Linked DNA regions of Callithrix jacchus: all the other regions are linked to region 2. Evidence: chromatin contacts called from public Hi-C data. All regions are on one chromosome and are shown on one strand. Each heading gives the region's core, a stretch centred on a gene start, on an enhancer-like site or on the middle of the called end of the contact. The rest is flanking DNA. Distances are from core to core; before and after follow the strand shown. Region 1 overlaps GSAP (gamma-secretase activating protein). Region 2 holds the start of FAM185A (family with sequence similarity 185 member A). Region 3 overlaps CCDC146 (coiled-coil domain containing 146).

Evidence for each region. A called contact is a pair of places that touch in the nucleus more often than the background predicts.
Region 1: a Hi-C map of skeletal muscle shows a contact between it and region 2, with 13 times the contacts expected there. The contact joins the enhancer-like site here to the promoter of FAM185A in region 2. A contact is called at or near these places in 3 of 3 Hi-C or Micro-C datasets (induced pluripotent stem cells and skeletal muscle).
Region 3: a contact with region 2 is called in a Hi-C map of induced pluripotent stem cells, with 8 times the contacts expected there. The contact joins the enhancer-like site here to the promoter of FAM185A in region 2. A contact is called at or near these places in 2 of 3 Hi-C or Micro-C datasets (induced pluripotent stem cells and skeletal muscle).

What each region holds. Positions count from the first base shown.
Region 1 is chr11:72,826,940-72,831,002 of calJac240_pri, forward strand. GSAP (gamma-secretase activating protein) reads left to right here. Exons shown (of 37, transcript XM_078343041.1): 26 at 46-174; 27 at 1,001-1,059; 28 at 1,758-1,789. Among named protein-coding and RNA genes, the nearest start is that of FGL2, 150 kb to the right of the region's middle. Within about 2 kb of position 2,627, at least 5 of the 16 cell types and tissues checked have an H3K27ac peak or open chromatin away from gene starts, as enhancers often do. A contact at or near this core is called in skeletal muscle, where this site is marked.
Region 2 is chr11:73,053,088-73,057,246 of calJac240_pri, forward strand. It overlaps FAM185A (family with sequence similarity 185 member A), which reads left to right and starts at 1,853. Exons shown (of 9, transcript XM_054237860.2): 1 at 1,853-2,492. The coding sequence starts at 2,045. All of the region lies in intron 2 of CCDC146 (coiled-coil domain containing 146), which reads right to left.
Region 3 is chr11:72,922,657-72,926,573 of calJac240_pri, forward strand. The region is part of intron 5 of CCDC146 (coiled-coil domain containing 146); the gene reads right to left. Among named protein-coding and RNA genes, the nearest start is that of FGL2, 56 kb to the right of the region's middle. Within about 2 kb of position 2,310, at least 4 of the 16 cell types and tissues checked have an H3K27ac peak or open chromatin away from gene starts, as enhancers often do.

The sequences.
Region 1 (4,063 bases), core at 1,377-3,876, 230 kb before region 2:
ACCAGGCCTGCTTCTGAAGACCACTGATGTTTTTGTCTCCTACAGGTGCACAGCTTTAAGGGCTACTGGGAAACATTGAACTCCAACCTAGAAAATGTCAAGTATGCAAAGCCACACTTCCACTATAACAACAGTGTGGTCAGGAGAGAGTGGCACAACCTGATCTCTGAAGAGGTATGAGTGGGTCAGTGAGAACAAAGCCAGCAGCCAGGCATAGGGGGCTGGATCCAGGCAATGCCCTTAAATCATAAGACTGGCTTCCATGTGCACCCCTCTTCCCAGTTGCCAGGGACTTGAACATTGTCACTACTGATCTCAATAGGTGGAGGTGCTTCTACGATCTCTGTTCTCCCAGGGAGGAAACTGAAGGGCAGAAGGGTTAAGGGATACACCACGCATTCATAGTAGAAGTACGATTAATATCCACGTCTCAGCTGTGTTCCCAGGTTACTTAATTAGTTAAAATTTGATTTAAAAAAATCTAGATGTTCCCAAATTAGTGGTCATTAGGGGTTGGGGATAGTTGGAGGGAGAAAAGTGAATGTGACTATCCAGGGGTGACATGGAAATCTTTGGTGGTGATCAAAGAATTCTGTATCTTGATTGTGGTGGTACGTTGGGAGATGAATCTAAACGTGATAAAATGACATAGAATGACACACATACATTGTGCCAATGTCAATTTTGCTTTTGATACTGTGCTCTAGTTATGTGAAATAGAAGCACTGGAGGAGACCGGGTGGAGGGTACGTTGGATCTCTCTCTGTAGTATCGCTGAATGTAGATTAGCGTTGTGTATAGTTTATAGTTGACTCATAGTTTTCTGTGAATCTGTCATTGCTTTAGAATAAAAGTTTCTTTAAAAAAAGGTGTTCCAATTATCTGGAAAGTATATTTCTTCTCTCTGATGTTCTTAACTGTATTGCATTATATCTTTGATGTGAAAAGTCACCCATTAAAACCTTTACCTTCCGCATTCCTGATGTATTCTCACTCATAGAAAACAGGAAAAAGAAGGTCCACGGCATATGTGAGGAATATTCTTGATAATGCGATAAAGTAAGTGAAATTAGAGGGTATAGTATAGTAAGATGATTAACAGTTAGAATTACTTTATTTTGTTGGCTGCCTTTTATAGAAATCGCTTACTTTGTTGCATAGCCCCAGCATAATGATATTGTCAGCTTCATGCATGCAGCCACTTGGATCCTATTCTGGAATTTGGTGCTGGAATTTCTAGTGGGAAAAGCTTATATATTAAACCTTGTAGACTTGTAACCTGTGGATAGATGTTTGCAATGGATACGTAGTAAATTTCCTGTTAGTGAGCATTTTAGGAGAGAACGGCAAATAGTAGGTTGACTTTTTTTTTTTTTTTTTTTTTGAAGTGTCAGTGGGCTAGTGAGCTTGCTCTTATTTTGAAAGCCCATTTTTGGGATACATGAGTCATTTCAGAGTGCTAAAAGTATAGGCTCTGTTCCAACCTGTGTTCCATTTTCTCTCCCCATTATTTTCAATAACTGAGAGCTACAATTGTTCTAAATTATTGTCGTTGTTGGCACTAAAGGGTTTTGAGATTTTATGATTGCCTAATGTGCTTTTTAATACACTGATCAAAGCTTTTGAGGTTTCAACAGCCTGAGAATAGTTTCCACAGTGGTTTTTATGAAATTTTAAAGGAGGATATCTTTGTATGATGTGGCTTTAAATTTTTTAAAAGCAGTGCTCTGTGAATAACATGGCTAATTTCTTCATAGGGTGATCTCTAACCTAGAAGCAAGAAATTTGGGTAAGAAAAGATCTGTAATAAAGCCTTCTTGGTTTCAGTCCGTGTTCTGTTTGTAGTGCTGTTCTTCCTACCACTGTGGGTTGGCAAGAAAATCACTTCCAGTAGTGTGGAAGTGATTTCCTTTAATATCTTCCTCTTAGAGTGGCCGCACAGCTCTTCCCATGTCTGTCTGGGTGCCGGGACCTCTGGGGACAGTTGCTGAATGTGCTTTTGCTGTGGGAGTCCCTGGGTGATGGCCCTGTGGTTCTCTTTATTGCCCTCTGGCTGTGCCCACAGGATGCATTTTAGCAATTCCCTTGGCTTGGCACTGCTTGCTTTCCAGCTGTCTGATCCTGCTGGGTCTTGCCTTGTATGTGCCTCTCATTTTGGTTAAAAGTTGGGCACACAGGTCCTAGAGGCATAAAGATGTGGTTCTGGGGAAAGAGCACAGGCTTGAGAGCTAGACAGAGCTGGACTTCGATTCCAGCATGGCCACATGAGAACCATGTGCTCCTGGGCAAGTCACTTATCCATTTTGTGCATTGTCCTGCTCATGGGAGTGAGGAGAAAATGATGCTAACTGGGTAATGCAGATAGCACCTAGCACAGTGCTTAGTGCATGCGGGTATCTGAGGTGGCTGCTTTATCCTTAGTGTGTAAGGAAGAAATGTTAATGTGTGCCTTCTACACCAAATGACAGGTATTATGTGACCCGTGGATGCAGAGAGTGAGAGGATAGATCAGGAGCAGGGATGGCTGGAGGAGGGAGGGAGGTTGGAAGAGGCTCCCCGCAGGGTTGACATGTGAATTAAGTCTTGATAAACAAGGAGGACTTGGCCAGGTGAAACCAGGGGAGGAGAATGCTGAGCATATTCAGGCACAGGCTTATTTGTAGTTGCCAAAAGAACACTTTCATGCCTTCTGAAGGTCAGCCTTCATTAAATAAGCTGCTGTTTTTATATCCCACTCGTGTTTTATGGGTTTGGATGTTGGGTGACTGTAATGGAAACTAGTTTACACAGTGCATTGTTGCATATCCTGCAGCTGTGCACACAGCCCAGTGAACTGTGACAGCGCACCTGTCATCCAGCTCAGGCTGACAGAACCTGGGCTCACTGAGCAGCCGGGAGGAATCAGCCTCTGCCTTACCAGGCCATCCATGACTGAAGCTTGGGGCATGCATGCGTGTGATTCAGGCTTACCGTCCTTGCATTGCTGGGGGTTTTGCAACACGGGGAATGTTGCTGGTCTGGTCGAGGTTCCTGCCCTGCTTATGGAGTTACTCTGTGTGTCAGGGCCGTTTGCATTCTGTTAACTAGTCAGTCTCTCTTAACGCACTTTAGGAAAACTCTTCCCTTTCCTTACACGTGCTTTGTTCCCCATGTACACATGTACACGTGTACTAGTTCCCCATGAAGAATGTCACTGCCTGAAACCGAACGTTCTGTGAAATGCAGGGCTGTTGGATTCACATTTTAAATTGTTTCATATCAATCATGGGGGTTGTGTAGGATCCAGGAAGGATTTATTATAGGTGGTCAGGAGATATCCATGCCCTCCCAGAAGGAGTTGCCAGCCCACTGAGCAGGGCGGCTCTGCCCTCTTGCCTGGCACTGGATCTCAAGTATTTAAGGAAAAAAGAATTGAAAAAAAAAAAAAAAAAAGATCAAGGGACAACTTTCTCCCCCTCCCCCCCCCCCAAAAAAAGAATTGAATACGAAGATGTTAGAAGCGCTTTGGGTTAGATTTTTCAGCAAGACTGGGTTTACCTGCCCCTGGAGCTACTACACTCTAGTGTAAATTGCTTGTGCATTGCAAATCATGGTGGAGAAAGTACGATTTGATTTAACTTATTACTTTTCCACTGGGTCCTAGCTACCTTTACAGTCTGAAAACTTGTGCCAGTTAGTATTACTTGCCACAGTAATTGACTGGTCCCCTCAGCTCAGTAACTCCCAAAGCCACTGAACTACCGGGGTCATAAAGTAGAAGGGAGCCATGCAACTCCCTTCCACCTAGCCCCAGTCTCTCAGTTTATGACCCTAGAAGGGTTAAGAGAAGGCCCAAGTCCCTCTGTTTCCAGTGGAGCAGAGGTTCTTAGCAGTGAGTTTTAGTGTTGAGCAAAAAGCAAAGTTAGAGCCTACTGGGGTGGGTTGAGGAATGTGTTGTTTACTCGGTCATTCCTCATGTGTTCACATTCCTTTCTGTGTCAACTCAGTGATAATTCAGCTTGTAGGACTAGGTCACACTTAGGTGATAAAAACTTTTCATCCTGTCAGGGAAGTGTTGTGTTTT
Region 2 (4,159 bases), core at 603-3,102:
AGTAAAATAATGATTATGCAACATAGAAAATTATAGTTCAGTTGCCAATTCCATTAACTTAGTTTGTCTCAGAAAAGGAAAAATTACCATAAAAACAGAATTCTCTATTAAGAATTAACATTTAATCTAAAAATGTCTAGACTTCCACAGAAAATCTGAGTACATTCTCAACTTCTTTAAGCCAGTGCCTTTTTCCAAATTTCTTTTCAAAGTTACACCTGTCAGTTTTCATCAAAAAAAGTTTGAAGATTATTCTGAATAATTATGACTAATGAAACCCAAAGACAAGGATAGAACTAATTCAGTGGGCCCCTGCTGAACCTGAGCTAGCACCTATAATCAGTGAGTCTTCACTGAAGGAAGAATAAGGAAGGAGGAAGGACTAAAAGGGCAGAAAAGAGGCAATGATAAGTTAAGAAAGCACTGAATTTTTAAAAAGGTAGTGGCTAGCAGAGAACATGAGAGTTGAACCCATAAGGACTTCAGCCCAGTCTATCTATCACAGTAGCCCCAGGAATTCTGGTCATTGTAGGGGGTTCAATTTTTTAAGGAACTTACATTTTAGAAAGATCAGCCTTGCAGGTTTCTTGGCTAAATAATTAGGGAATAATTTTTAGGAGGAAGTAAGGCGCACACAAGGGGAGAGAGAAATCAGGCAGGAAAGAAGAAAATAAATCGTTTTGTTCCCATTATTTTACTGGTCATAGAATTACAAAAGGTAAACACACACACACACACACACACACACACACACTCCTTATAATTTAGGACCATCTTTCTTCATTTTAAAACTAAATAGACAGGTCTAGGTGACACAGATAAAGCAGTGGTGGAACCAGGAAAATAATCTGACTCTTGTCTCTGCACTTTCCACCGCACCACGGTGACTCTCTTTTATGTGTGTGTCTTTTTTTTAAGACTCTACAACAAAACTGAGGATCATTTGCAGTTAAAGAGATCAATGCTATTCTCAAAACAAGTTCTGATCTCTCATAATTTTCTTGGTAACTCAGAATCAATGTTAAGAACATTGAAATAAAAATATAGTACTTTACATGGTAATTTTGTAGACTGTGCACCATATTCCCATCCATTTTCTTACTTGATCCTTACAAAAACCCTTTTTGAGGCATGGCAAGGAAGGTATTATAATCTTCATTTTTAAAGTGAGCAATTAAAACTCAAAGTAAGGTCACTTAGGGTCAGGAAGGAGCCAATACTCTATTTCTATATTTGGAATACAGGAGGGAGTACACCTCCAATGAGGCAATTCCGTCCAAAAGCACCAATTTGGCTCTTCACTCTTTTGCCAAGGCATTCTCCATCCCCCGGGGGACGCCCCCACTAGGTTAGTGAAGCGTGCGTCTTGACATCCACAGAGGTTACTCCTAGTTTGCACCTAGTTGTCATCTTTAGAAGCACAGTTTCTTACCCCTTCCCTTGGTCCTGATCCTTATTTAGGCTTCTATTTTCCTCTTTGGGATTTGGCCTCCTGAGTCTCACTCCAAAGCTTCACCTCTCCAAACAAGAAGTCGCGTCCTTGGTATCCAAGGTGACTACGCAACTTTACGCTCGTTGTCCTTTCCGCTCCTTCCATTGGCCAGTTGGACTTCCAAGAACCGCCCCTCCAATGGCCAATGGTCTTGAGGCAAAGGGCACGCGCCTTTCCAGCGAGTCTAACACCTGCTTTCTTACCCTGTCTCCTCTGCGCATTGCCTCCTGGGATATGTGGTTTCTAAGATGCCAGAGCTCTGCGACGTTTCAACCTTTAGAACTACTTATCCCGTCGACCTTAGCGAAAGGGGCGGGAGTAGGCAAGAAGTCCGGGTCAGAGTTTAGAGCTTTCAAATTCGAACTTGCCTCTGAGGATTGATTGGCGGATCTTTAAATCGCCTCCAGCAAGCGAGCTAGTGCTTGCTTCATTTAAACCGTGACAGACGTCTCCTGTTTCACTGGAGACATCACAGCAGATAAGTCGATTGGCTGTGGCAAGTGACCCTCTCTGTGGTTGAAGTGTTCTGAGGACGGGCCAGAAGGGCGCGCCATGCTCGCCCCTTGCTCAGGCTGGGAGCTTGGCTGCCTCAGTCTCCGTCAGGTCCGACTATGGGCTGGCGCTGGGCGCTGGTCTTGCCGGGAGTGCCAAGCCAGGCCGTACGGCTCAGGTCGGGGGGAGCGCTGGCCAGGATCGGAGGCTGAGGTCCCTCCTCCTGGCCCGGCGCGACGGACTCTGAAGGAGTGGACGCTGCAGGTGAGCCCATTCGGTCGGCTGCGGGCGCGGCTCCCATGCCACCTGGCCGTGAGGCCCCTGGACCCCCTCACCTACCCGGATGGCGACCGAGTGCTGGTCGCGGTGTGCGGCCTGGAGGACGGTGAGCGGCGGGTCCTGGATAGCTTGTTGGTGAAGTACGACGAGACTCTTGAGGAGATGGCCATCGTGTCTGATAGTATCGACCCCCAAACGTCCGTGGAGGTGAACGCGCCCCTGAAGTTTGGCAAGTAAAGTGAAAACGGGTTTGGGTTACAGCGCACGCACAGTGAACTCATTAAATTTGGTAGACGTGCACTTTTAATTGATCCTGGCTTTCTAAACCTAATTTACAGTTGACGCCTTCGGAAGTGCACCTTTTCCTCTGTTCTGTTCTTGAGTATCTGAGCAGTATTTAAAAATTAGGTTCCCAATTATAGAAATTTTATCCATCGAATGGAAACATGATTTGGTATAATCCAGGTCAAATTACATTTGTGGAGCTTCTTGTGTTCTCCTTTATCCCATTGTCATTAACAAAGTGGCTTATTTTTCAAGGTTGAGGTTTCTTGACAATCCATTCAATGGTATGGAAGTCCATCTACATTTCCTCTTGCTCACAGCCTGGGAGTCTGTCCCCAAACAGCCCTGCCAATAAGATGTTCTATGTATTACCTGGTTTGAGTATTTGGTTTTAGACAGGCAGCCTAGCTTTTTACTGTTATGTTTCCATTCCTTTTGGCCTAAGTTCTCCATGAGTAGCAAGCTTTGAAGAAAAACATGTGGTAAGCCTGCCTAAGAAACTTAAATAGTAATGCTGCAAGATACGTTTCCTAGGTTTTGGGGTTGTACGTTATTTCCTAAATGGCAAGGCACTGTGTACACACACTTTTCTAGGAAGGGCTCCCCAGACTGTCACTCTTCCTGGGACTGAAGGAAGATATTGATGATGATGATGATGATTCATTCTTCCTGGGACTGAGGGAAGGTATTAATGATGATGATGATGATAATGATGATAATAATGACATTTAGCATTTTTAAGATCATCTTTTATAATGCTTACAGTTGCACCAAAAAGTAGATGCAGTAGTCCTCCCTTATGCACCGTTTGGATTTCTCAATTTGTTACCTGCCTCAACTGTTACAGGAAAATATTAAGATATTTTGACAGATCACATTCACATAACTTTTATTAGAGTATGTTGTTATAATTGCTCTATTACTGTTGTTAATCTCTTACTATGCCTAGTTTATAAATTAAACTTGATCACTGATATACATATATATAAGAAAAAAACATAGACTATATAGGATGTGGTACTATCTGTGGTTCAGGCATGGTGGGGTGGGGTGGGTGCTTCTTGTCCAGTGTAAGAGAAATCATCAATATATATGTGAATTCCAAATTAATATCAGTGTTTTTAATTTTTAAAATTTGTATACAGAGATGCCTGCAGTTACATCTTAAATAGACAGCCAAGGATGGCATTGTGATTCCTTATTTTCCAAACTTTCTTCATATACCACTGTCTTTTGTCCACAAGAGATTACTGTTGGGGTTTTTTTGTTTGTTTTGACACTGTGTCTTACTCTGTCACGCATGCTGGTATTCAGCGGCGTAAACATGGCCCACTGCAATCTTGACTTCACGGTTTTAAGCGATCTTCCCACCTCTGCCTCCTGAGTACTTGGGACTACAGGTGCATGCTACCATGCATGGCAAATGTTTTTACTTTTGTAGAAATGGAATTTTGCCACATTGCCCAGGCTGGTCTGGAACTCCTGGGCTTCAAGCAATCCTCCTTCCTTGGCCTCCCCAAGTGCTGGGATTACAGGCATGGTGTAATTTTGTGGTTTTAATAGTATATATAGCCTAATCTTGTGGTTTTAATAGTATATATTATGTTTTTC
Region 3 (3,917 bases), core at 1,060-3,559, 130 kb before region 2:
GTTATTTTTATGAAATTTTATTTGCAATAATGTAGATGAATCTTGTGATACAGTGAATAAATGTATCACATCAAATTTAATGTAGGTTAGTTGTCGAGACTACAAATTGAAGCTGGGTTTTTTAGATCTTTAAATAGTTACGCCTTTGAGTTTAGAACTTGCATATGCATTAGCGATATTTTACTTCCTAGATATTGATCCTAAACCTCAGGCAAGCTGCCACCAGGGGGTGGTAGCGTGCTGCCATCTTTTTGTTCAAAAGGCAACCTGAGTATTTCTGAATTTCAAAATGATGACAGCAAGCTCTTTCACAAGATGTGACTTATAGTCTTTTTTTTGTTCGTTTTGTTTGAACAAACATAAAATGACTCATTCTTTGGGACATTTAAACTTACTAGATTTCTGTCATACTTTTTTAAAATTAAGAAATACTGACTTATTTCCTCTAAAAGGAATGTATTTTTTCTATTTTTAATGATCATAATCTTATTCCATCACACATGGTTGATCATTTTTATTTTCCCTAATATCTTTTAATAAACTTATTTTAAATGTGTATGCATGGTTGAATCCATTTTTACCTAATGATTAATTAAAATATTTTCCTAAGTTGCTAAACAGATTTGATAATTAATAATAGCTATTTTCAAGGTTTTCTATTGGGTGTATGTATCATAATAAAATAATATTAAATATTATTTATCATATGCTGAACATATGCTGTGCCAGGTGCTTTAAATGTATCACATCTAAAATTAACAACCTTGCTAAGTAGGAATTGTTGGTTTGCTTGCACAAATGCAGAAACTGAGGAGTTAAATAACTTCCAAAGTCACAGTCAAAGCTAAACTGGCATATGGATACAGCTCTGGCTACAGAGGTTCAGTATCAAGATATTTCTGGAATGGATTATTTAAATATCCCACAATTTTTTAGAGTTCAGATTGTTTCCAATTTTTCATTTTTATAAATATCATAAACATCTTTATGCGTTACATCTTTTTCTCTCCTTCTGGGTTATCACTTTTACATGGGATTACTGGGGCAAAATCATGTTTTTGTTTTTGTGCCTCCTGGTATGTATTAACTCCTAACCTTTCACACTCACATTAAAACTTGGCTGCGCATGGTGGCTCATGCCTATAATCCCAGCACTTTAGGAGGCCAAGGTGGGCAGATCATGACATCAGGAGTTTGAGACCAGTCTGGTCAACATAGTGAAACCCCACCTATACTAAAAATACAAAACTACTAGCCAAGTGTGGTGGCAGGTGCCTGTAATCCCAGCTACTTGAGAGGCTGATGCAGGAGAATAGCTTGAACCCAGGAGACGGAGGTTGCAGTGAGCCAACTGCCATTGCACTCCAGCCTGGGCAACAGTGAGACTCCTCTCAAAAAACCGAATAAACAAACAAAACTTAAAACTGACATTTTTCAGCTTTCCTGATTAAGGGGTGCTTTGACCTCAAAGCTCCTTAGGATTTACTTCCTTTCTAAAGCAAGAGAATTCTAACTGAAATCATGTCAAAGGTTTTTGGTTTTAAGGATCTATGAGTAAAGAGATAATGCAGGAGGAAGCCTGATATGCTGACGTGTGAGAGGCATCTTTCACCACAGGAGTAGAACCAGCACGGATGGGTGAAAGAAGGTAGGTTTCTGAACAAATCCAATAACCATTTAAGTGTAGGAGCATTTCAAAAGTTGGAATGATGGGAGGCTGAGAGCTTCCTGTCACTGAAAGTGTTTACGCATAAACTGAATGATCACTGAGAGAAGACTCAGGTGACTGACCTGCAGTCAGGGCTGAGAACCACCTTTGGAACCCATAGTCCTCTAACTGTAATGTGAGTCAGAATCACATAAGCAATTGTCGCTTAGGGTTGGGGCTGGTAGGCTTGGGCAAAAATCATAATCATTACTTTTTGGGTGGGATCTGCCTTTCAAGCAAGTATCTCAGGTGCTTCTCTTTGAGTTATGAGAAACATTCTGAGAAACCTGTTCTATGCTAGTTTTTAAAGATATTTGTTGCCACAGAAGAGCAAAGATTTTTTTTTTTTTTTTACACGTTAAGGTAAAATCTGTTCTAGCTGTTTTTCCTTGTGACTAGTCCTGAGTACCTACATGCCCCTCTGTCCCATTCTAATTTTCTGGAATTCCAGATGCATTGCTAAGATCATTCCTCCTTTCCTTTCTTACCAGATCTGCTGTTTCTTGCTTCCAACTTGCCGTTATCACTGGACCAACAATGAAAAACAACTAATAATCCCTGAATGTGCAATAAAGATCACAGGAACCAGCCATGGGAGAGCAAACTGTCACTAAGGTCAGGGTCACATCAGGACAGCCCTGCACGTGTGCGGTCCGAGTGTCCCCACTCTCCGTGTTCACAGTACAGCAGACAGTGCCAGCTGACCACAGCCTTGTTTCCCCTGACTGACCAAGGCTGGTCAGAATGAGTCAGAGTTAGCATGAAAGACACAATGTATTTGCTGTCCAAATTTTAGGAATTACTAGAAAACAGGGAAACCCCAAAAGGTAATAAAGTCAAGGCAAGACAAAGGTTGAAGAGAGTACTGAAAAATCTTCTCAAACTGTTTAGAAAGGTAAGTACTCCTGTTTTGTTTCAAAAAATAGTTCAACAGTATTGATTTAATTATTTTTTAATTTACAATGTATTCATTTAACTTTAAATAGATTACCTATTATTTCCTGAACTGCATGCTTATCAAGTCATAAATATTAACCCAGAAACAGAAAGTACTGCAACAGATTTAATTACTAACCAATCACCTAATCAGATTTATTAACATTTATCAAGAGTTACATGTTATGTGAACACACACACACACACAAATCGATAAAATTACACAGTAAAATCCTTTCCGTAGAGTATTTGAACAATATGTTGTTCTTAGTAGTTGCCAATGATTCAGAAGTTCCTGAAGATATTAGGGTGGAGGAGTGCTAGTTATCTGGGCTTCTATTATCTAGACACTCGCTGTGAGTTTGTTGTGCCGGTCTGACAAATATCATCTGTGTATGTGGATGAATTGTTCTCTCTCATTGACTTCATCTCTTTATTTTTATGTGGGGATGGAAATATCTACTTTTTCCAGGGGGAAGGAGGTCAGTGGGAGGGTGTTGAGGGAATTTGCTTCTGTATCATGTACACTCATGTGTCTCCTAACAATGGGAGTATGTTCTGAGAAATCCGTTAGGCAACTTTATCATTGTGTGAACATCATGCAGTGCACCTACACAATCTACATGGTGTAGCCTACTACACATCTAGGCTATGTGGTATAGCCTATTGCTCCTAGACTATAGACCTGCATAGCAGGTTACTGTACTGAGTACCATAGGCAATTGTAATACAATAAGTATTTGCGTACCTAAACAAAGAAAACACACAGTAAAATTTTGGCATAAAAGATAGAAAATGTTTCACCTATATAGGACACTTACCAAGAATGGAGGTGGCAGGACTGGAAGTTGCTCAGAGTGAGTCAGTGAGTGAGTGGTGAGTGAATGTGAAAGACTAGGACATTACTCCACACTACTGTAGACTTTATAAACGCTAGACACTTAGGCTACACCACATCACTACATTTATAAAAGATATTTTTCTTTGATAAATCAACTTTTTTACTTTACAAAACATTTTTTTTAGCTTTTAGCTCATAACACAGCTTAAAATACAAACATTGTAGAGCTGTATAAAAATATTTTCTTTCTTTATATTCTTTTCTGTAAGGTTTTAAAATTTCTTTTTACTTTTACAACACTTTTGTTAAAAACAAAGACATAAACATACACATTAGCCTCGGCCTACACAAGGTCAGGATCAAAGTCACTGTGTTTCACCTCCACATCTTGTCCCACTGGAAGGTAGTGAGGAGATGTTATCCCCTATAACA